Regions from separate parts of the Sus scrofa genome. Here region 1 is linked to region 2. Evidence: chromatin contacts called from public Hi-C data. All regions are on one chromosome and are shown on one strand. Each heading gives the region's core, a stretch centred on a gene start, on an enhancer-like site or on the middle of the called end of the contact. The rest is flanking DNA. Distances are from core to core; before and after follow the strand shown.

Region 1 (4,316 bases), core at 1,806-4,305, 190 kb before region 2:
CACTGCTTTTAATTTTCTTCTATTCCATGAGGTTATGTATGTAAGTGGACCAGGGTACAGATCATCCTTTTCTCTATGAGTACAGTTGAGTGTGTTGCTCACAAGTGGGGGAGTGGGACACCTTGCTTAGGTCATCTTAGCCATATATTTTGTTTTTTTAGGGCTGCACCCTCGGCATATAGAGGTTCCCAATGTAGGGGTCTAATCAGAGCTACAGCTGCCGGCCTTCGCCACAGCCGCAACAATGCCAGACCCGAGCCGCATCTTCGACCTACCCCACAGCTCACGGCAGTGCCGGATCCTTAACCCACTGAGTGAGGCCAGGGATCGAACCCACCACCTCATGGTTCCTAGTCAGATTCATTTCCACTCCCCTTAGCCATATCTTTGAACATAGACTTTATAAAAGAAAGTCTTGCATTGTCTATCTTGTTAATGATTTAGAACGTAATAATGTCTTTCTCTTTTGCCAATTATTTCTCATATTTGGTTCCCTCTGTTTCACCATCAGGACATTTCTCTATTTCCTTCTAATTCTTTATTGGGAATTCAGTAGGAAATTTGGATATTCCTTGTTTCCACATTGTAATACCATCATTATATGAAAACTTTGCCTCCTTCCCTCTATTGTCTCTGATTAATGTATCTTCCACCCTCCCTTCTACACAAACTCTTTCCTGTTACTGAGAAAACATGCTCATATTTCCTCCCACAGTTTGATATAAATTAAAAATAATTTTAGGAATTCCCATCATGGTGCAGCAGAAATGAATCTGACTAGGAACCATGAGGTTGCAGGTTTGATCCCTGGCCTTGCTCAATGGGTTAAGGATCCGGCGCTGCTGTGAGCTGTGGTGTAGGTCGAAGATGTGGCTTGGATCCTGTGTTGCTGTGGCTGTGGCATAAGCCATCAGCAACAGCTCTGATTAGACCCCTAGCCTGGGAACCTCCATATGCCACAGGTGTGACCCTAAAAAGACAAAAGACAAAAATAATAATAATAATAATAATAATTTTAAAAAACCTTTCCTTTTCCCCACATCTCCGTTCTCTATTTAATAATGAAGTTTCTTGAAAGAGTTGAGACATGGCAAATTTAACGTAACCAATGAGTTTTCCATTGATAAATGAGGTAAGCCCATGTTTGGACCCAGACCAGATATATACCCATAACCAAAGCATAATCAGTGATATTGCTTTCATGCAACCTACCCTTAGTAAATATTGTTGCAGATGAATGAAAAAAAAAGATTAAATAATTGAACCACCTCTCAAGATCCTGTTGAGATTTGGACACAAGAACATTGAAGCCAGTCAAGAAAATTAGAAATTTCAGGGTCGTCTGAGTTGGGGACAGATTACTTCTAACCATGGAAACCAGATTCTCACTTTTTTGACTCCCTTGAACTAAAACACAGGCATATGTTATACAACCCCCCAAGAAGATGCCCCTGTGTCAGACTTTGACATTACAATGACACAAAGAATCAAGGACGGTGCAGAGTCAGTTATGAAGTGGCATCCTGAATGACTCTCTCAGTTTCCAGAGACAGTTGTGATATCACCTGTGGCCAAATCTACAGTCCAGAGAGGTAGAAAGTGTGGTACAAGAGAGTTTTCTTGTGTAGCAGTAAAGGCAGTGTGTGGCCTTTGTTGGACCAGTTTTATAGTTTTGGGTATTATTTCTTGCTTTGTAGCCTCTAGACCTGGCTCTTCAGCCTTCTGGATGAAGTGAGCTACCCAGTATCTCTTAATTCATTCCGTTCTGATTAAATTATCCAGAATTTGTTTTTGCTGTCTGGCACCTAACTGAGACTCCTTGGAAAAATGGCAGCCAGATGTTGTATAAGTATGACATAGTCAAGCTTTGTCACAAAAAAAATGGGATAGTTAAATAAATAGTGTGATAGCAACACCATATTTTATTAGATTCTATGTTCTAACTGTTCCTCTTCTTACCTTCTTCCATTTGCTGTAGCTACATTGTTGAAATAGGAATGGTGCAAGAAGAGTTTTTCCCCTGGATCTTAGGAACAAATCTCTTCTCTCCCCTTAAGTTATACGTAAGCCTTGAGCACACAGTGATAGCTAAATATGTTTCCCCTTGATCTGAAAGCGGAGTGTTCCTATGAAACCTTTCCTAGACTGAAAAGACGTAAAGCAAAGAAGGAATAACCTTAGCGTACATCTTGCTAACACATGCACAAAACAAATGAAGAGAAAGTACAGATGCTCACAATCACAGTTGAAAGCTTTGGCAGCTTGATGCTGAGATGCTAAATGCAGTTCCAGGGGAAGGAGCTTGGTGGTGCCACTCTCACAGCTTGGGGTTCACACTGCATCTATAAGAGCCCCCAGTAAGACAAACACTGAAGCTATTTTCAATTTTTGCTGTTTTTGGTAAAATCAAAAATTCTCTTCAGATTTCTTTCCCTTAGGAAAAACAGATGCTAATGCAGGTCTTTCATAAAAGTGAAATGACATAAAGCAAACTTTTCAAAAGTGGGGGATACTATTAATGATAAAGAAAAGAAAACAGGAAAAAAAGAACTGCTAAGTGTGGATATAAGGAGTTTCTGCTGTGGTGCAGTGGGTTAAGGATCTGGCATTGCCACAGCTTTGGCCTAGGTTGCAGCTGTGGCTCAGTTTTGATCCCTGGGAACTTTCCTATGCCACGAGTGCGGCCAAAAAAAAAAAAAAAAAAAAAAAAAAAAATCTAAATAGTCTACATCTACTTTTTTTTTCTTGCTAACCATAAGAATGAACCAGGAAATGGATCATTCAGTTGTAGTCAAGCCATCCCACTGATATACTGAAGCAAGAATGAACTCTCCCCACCGAGAACAGCCCATATTGTAGACTCATGAGCAAAACGCATGACGTAGTTGTGTTAGGTCTCTAAATTTGGGGAGATTTTTAATCCTATAACAGATACACAGGGTACTTACCCTGGACTGAAAATAGTTATTGTTATCAGACTTTACTAGATGAAGGATCTGAGGTTTAGAGAAAAAAAAATGCCTTACCCAGGGTTTCACAACTAGTAAATTAGAGATTAGGGTTTTAAACTCAGGCTTGCCAGATTCCAAAGTCCGGGCCGTTTTTAATCTACCTTGTTTCTCTAAGCCAGCAACTAAACTGAAATAAAAGACAACAAATAAAAAGGTGGCAATAATAGTGAAGTAAGATCATAGGAGATTGCTAAGCTAAGGCTGTCCGATGCCACTTTTGGGAAGAACATTTCAGGATTACCATTCTCTTCACCACCATCCTTAGCTAGGTCCTGCCTGTATTAACTGTCTGCTTCTCTCTCTGTCTCTCTTTTTATCTCTATCTCTCTTTCTTTCTTTCTTTCTTTTTTTTTTTTTACTGCTGTCCTAACACTTATGACATATTCTATTTGTCTGTCTCTTTGAAGTGCCTCTAGATGTTTTTAATATATGTTCCCCTATGCCTGGCTTAGTGCTTGCCTTATAAGTGTCCTTTAGATGAATAAATGAATTTGGAATGTATTGTGGATACACAAAAAGTTCACCAGTTAGAGATAAAAATATTAGATGTTCTATCTGTAACCTGGAAAGAATTGCAAAGATGTATAAACAAAGAGTTAATAAGCTCTCCTACTTCATCCCTCCCCACCCACACTTGCCTCCCAGGGTAGTCGATATCTGTGCATTGCTCCATGCTTTTCTTCATGTTCATACAAATTTATACAAACAAATAAACACATTATGTAGTTTTAGGGGTTGTTGTTATTCAAATGTTTTCTTTCTCCCCATTTCTCTGCAACTTGTAAGCTATGTAGGGATAAAAAGCACAAGATTCTGGAGTCAAACTGATTAGGCTTGTATCCTGGCTCCTTGCTAACTAGTTCTGGTATTTCGGAAAGTTATTTAACCATTTTTGTGCTCAGTTTTCTTATCTATAAAATTAAGTAATGGAAATAATAGTTCCCATTTTAAGATTGTAGAATGCATAGCACAGACATGACATGCACATATTAAGTATTCTGAAACTGTTAGCTGCTGTACCTGTCATCAGTAGATACAGGTCTAACTCATTTTTAAACAGCTGTATAGGAGTTCCCGTTGTGGCTCAACAGTAATGAACCCAACTAGTATCCATGAGGATGCAGGTTTGATCCCTGGCCCTGCTCAGTGGGTTAGGGATCAGGTGTTGCTATGAGCTGCAATGTAGGTCGCAGATGTGGCTTGGATTCAGTATTGCTCTGGCTGTGGCGCAGGGGGCAGCTGTAGCTCTGATTCAGCCTTTAGCCTGGGAACTTCCATATGCTATAGGTGCAGCCCTACATAGAA
Region 2 (4,320 bases), core at 230-2,729:
GGCCTCCTGTCCTTTTACCCGGCCAAGGGCTCTGAGCCAACATTTATTGTGTCTGCCTTGCCACCATCCCTGCCTTGGGAATACCAGAAGAAAAAGCCGAAATTGGAGTAGCACTTTAAAAATTCCTTTTTTTTTTTTTTTGCTTTTTAGGGGCCGCATGTGTGGCATATATGGAAGTTCCCAGGCTAGTGGTTGAATCTGAGCTACACCTGACGGCCTGTGCCACAGCCACAGCAACGTGGGATCCTTAACCCACTGAGTGGGGCCAGGGATTGAACCTGCATCCTCATGGGTACTATTCGGGTTCATTACCACTGTGCCATAACAGGTATTCACACTTTTTTTTTTTTTTTTGATGAAAGTAAAATTTGTTATCTAAGGAAAAAAGTTAAAGAGATACAAACATATATAAAATAGAGATGGAAAATTTTAGCCCCACTTTCCGGAAACAAATTGCCATTTGCAGTTCAGTCCCTTCCAGGATTTGGGTGCTTGCTTGTTTTCCCTGCAGGAGCATAAATTGGGGGACAGATGTCTTAACTTCTGAGTAAAGACAGCAGGGAAAGTAACTGATTGAAGAGGGGCTTTGCTTACTTTACCATCTTTAATTTCAGGACATTCTTCCCACTAACATGCCACTTTACACTTGAGAGGAGTGACAAAAAGTTTAATAGATTGCTCAAGGTCGTTACGTAGTAAATGGCAGAGCTGGGATTTGGACCAAATTCTGTTGCCACAGTGCTTGTTCCCCTGTTTCAGGGACCCTGTCTGTCTAAGCCTGCACTAGCATGTAGCCGTTACCCACATGTGGCAATTTAACTTTAAATTAGTTAAAGTTAAATAAAAATGAAAAAATTCAGTCCTTTAATTACTTTTCAAATGCTTAGTAGGCTCCTGTACATAGTCACTACTGTAGAATGTAAAGATTGGAGGATTTGTATCATTGTAGGCTATTTGTCAAAGATGGAATCACTGAAATCTGAAAGATTGTGAGTATAGAGCTTTTTTTTTTTTTAAGCTCTATTCTAGCACATTTAGTGCCCATTTATGTTCTAGATTTAGAAAAATAGCTCTGGAAAACCTGCTTGTTTAAGAAATGAGGCAAACCTGCTAAGTCCAAAATGTAAAAATGAATTACTGATCACCTGTTAGGTTTTTAGCTCTCTGCTGGAATTGGGATACAGATGTTCTAGGAAGTGCACTGACTGTGGTCTGGATGGATCTGAGTGTGAAACATCTAGAACAAGAAAGTCTTTTATCTTTTTTCCTGAAAAAAGCAAAGGTGATATATTTCTTTTCCTACTGTATGTACATAAAAACCACAGGACTAGAGAAGGACGAATCCCTGCCAGCACCCAGAGTTTTGACTGTGGCCCACACCTGCTGCCTTTGAGAGGTGCGCCCTTCCCGGCGTGAACACTTGGGCCTCTTGATGGCTGCATAGCGAACAGATCTGGGGAAGGAAACTCACTCACATCCAGGGCGGAGGTGACGCAGGTTGGCAATATGCAACTGAACCCACGTGGGGAGAGCAGAGAGGAGGGGCTGGTGACCGTGTCAGCTTTCATCACAAAGATCAAACCTTCAGCCTGGGTTACTCAAGAACTTGGCAGTGAGTTGGTGAAACAGAGGTGCTGGCCCTCTGTATCTCAGAAATCCACGCTTGAGACAGAAAACACTGCTTTTCCCTATATTTAGTAGCTGCTGAATACGTGAATATAATGCGTCCGTGTATTGAAACACAGAACTGCCTTAGATCTTCTGAAAAATCCACCAGATAGTACTGTTGATGTGGCTAGTAAGTAAGCCAGCACGTTTTCCAGTGCTACTCAAACCATGTTGCTGTGTGGTATTTAAAATCTTAGTATGTTAGTAAAACTTGTGGTATTTACTAACACACACACACACACACGGCCACACATGTATAATCTCTTTTCTATGACTTTTTTCCTTCACCAAATAAAGGACTGGTCATCCCATTTATTTATTGCCTCTCATAATCTTTATTTTTTATGACTTTTCTCTTTATAAGTTGGCCTTAGTTTTATTCTTCAGTGTTAAACTGTTGTATCAGACTAATTGTATAAGGAGGCAAGATCTTGGTGGTAAACAAGCTAATTCCTGAGTTTAAATTGGAAACTTTGATGGTTGCATTAACTTTCAGGCCAGCAGAAATTCTTAAATTGCTGCTTTAGGGCCCTGGATAGTAATTCGGGTGTGTTAGGAAATTACAGGGAAGCACAAGAGTGTGAAATCATTAGTAGAGCCACAGTTGTATTTCCCACCTGCAGGTGGCAAGGCCAAAGGGAGCATTTAGAGGATAGAAGAAGACTGAATGGGCTGCTTGACTGCTTTTGGAAGGAATTACTGTTATCTCCCAGTGCTTAGAAATCACAGGCCTGGGCAGGATATATGCAGATTAAGTGAGCCTCAAAATTTATGTAAATTGTAATTTCTTCAGTGAAAGACTGCTGTCCTGTCATGATTTGTCCAACATATTTTTATTTGACGGAAACTCTTGCACCCTTCCTCACTGGGGAAAGCGCTGGCCTCTCCTAGATACAGATGCTGGTGGCATCACTTCCCCCAGACTCTGCAAGAGGCTAAGAGCCTGCCCATAGGAGGTGATTTCCTATAAGATCCCTGCACTTAGGAATTACTCACTCGGTCAGCTCTGACTCATGTTTTTCTCCTGGAGTTCTCTTTAAGAGGCCTGGCATACAGTGCAATGCAAACAGCATTGTCTTTCCTTTGGTTTGCTACACTACGAAGATTAATTTGGAATGAAATGTAATTGAAGGCCAATTACATCTGATGGCCAGATCTGTTAGAACAGAGCAGTGTTGTTGATTGGGAAATGGAAAGCATTTGAGATAGTGTCTGGGAAATACATTAAATGCATCGAATGTCACTGCCTTGTCTAATAGCCTAATTTAAATGACTTTTTCCTTTGCTGTTGCATTAGGTTATTCCAGATAGACTTAGAGTCCAAGAGGAAGGAAACTGTATCGTAAATGAATGCTTAGGTATCTTGATACCTTCATTATCATTGGTCTAAGAATTGGAAGACACCTAAAGAAATCTTTAGTTTTAGTTTGTTCTGCAGAGAAAAAGAGGAAAATAAATCACCCTTTGAATTTAGTGGTTCATTTAACCTGCAGGGCCTTAATTTTATCTGAAGTGGCCCTAAAACTCTTTATGCTAAGCAAATGGAGTCCTTGGTGTCTTTGTTTCTGCCTTTGCACAGTTTCAAGTTCTTGAGAATCTTTTTTAGAAAACTGAGATATAATTTACATAACATAAAACTCACCATTTTAAAATGTACAGTGTTTTTTTTTTTTTTTTAACTGCATTCACAGCATTGTTCAGTCATCCCCGCCATCCGATTCCAGAACATCCTCATCCCTAACAAAGCCTGTACATACCAGCAGTCACTCTCCATTTCTCCCCGCCGCCCCGGCCCCATCACTGCTAATCTACATTCTGTGCGTGGATTTGCCTGTTCTGGGCTTTTCATATAAATGGAATCATATAATATGTGGCCTTTTGTGTCTGCTTTTTGTTCACTTACTGTGGTTTAAAGGCTTATCTGTGGAGCAGCAGGTACCAGTACTGCACAGCTTTTCATGGCGGCTAAGAAGGGGAACCTGAGGCACTTTAGCGTGGAAAAGGTGGAAATGGACATCTGCCAGTGAGACTGGGACGGAGACTTTGAAGAAGAGGGGCTGGTTCTAGGCACAGCAGGTGGCCGAAGCCTAATGGTTGTGTGGGTGACGTTCAGATATAAAAAACTGCAGTCTGGGGACATGAACCCTTGGTGGTGTAGAGTGACGACAGATGGCTTTGACCTAGGGACTAGAATCTTCCCTCCACATGAGAAAATGTTGTTGGACTACCAGGGGTGTCTGTGTACTGGGATGGGATAGCTTCTCATTCCCCAGTTCCTCTTCCCAAGAAGCACTCAGGGTTCAAAAAGTTCCCTACTGTTAGAGTCCCAGGAAGATTTGAAGTTCTGAAAAGCAGATGAAATTAAAAACAGTTGAGAAAGAAAAGCAGATGAGGAAGAATGAATCTGAAAGAGGCCATGAGAGAGGGAAAGAAGCGGCAGCTGATGGACTGACCGACCCAACCCAGGCCAAAAAGGACCTGGGACAGGAATCAGTGGTGATGGAACAGGAATCAATGGTGTCGTGCCGAGGTCGGGTCAGGTAGCATGGGAGGAGGGCAGGGCCTTTGACCGCTGCTGAGAAAGCACGTGCAGACACTGGGAGAAAACACAGTATAGGAGGGTGGTGGGGTCCACAAGCCATCGCTTGTGCC

What was found. A called contact is a pair of places that touch in the nucleus more often than the background predicts.
Region 1: a Hi-C map of liver shows a contact between it and region 2, with 2.2 times the contacts expected there. The contact joins two enhancer-like sites. A contact is called at or near these places in 1 of 5 promoter capture datasets (liver) and 3 of 47 Hi-C or Micro-C datasets (all in liver).

The regions. Positions count from the first base shown.
Region 1 is chr1:231,037,965-231,042,280 of Sscrofa11.1, reverse strand. No RefSeq gene overlaps it. Among named protein-coding and RNA genes, the nearest start is that of CEP78, 41 kb to the left of the region's middle. Within about 2 kb of position 3,055, at least 6 of the 83 cell types and tissues checked have an H3K27ac peak or open chromatin away from gene starts, as enhancers often do. A contact at or near this core is called in liver, where this site is marked.
Region 2 is chr1:230,842,375-230,846,694 of Sscrofa11.1, reverse strand. The region is part of intron 1 of GNAQ (G protein subunit alpha q); the gene reads left to right. Among named protein-coding and RNA genes, the nearest start is that of GNAQ, 62 kb to the left of the region's middle. Within about 2 kb of position 1,479, at least 15 of the 83 cell types and tissues checked have an H3K27ac peak or open chromatin away from gene starts, as enhancers often do. A contact at or near this core is called in liver, where this site is marked.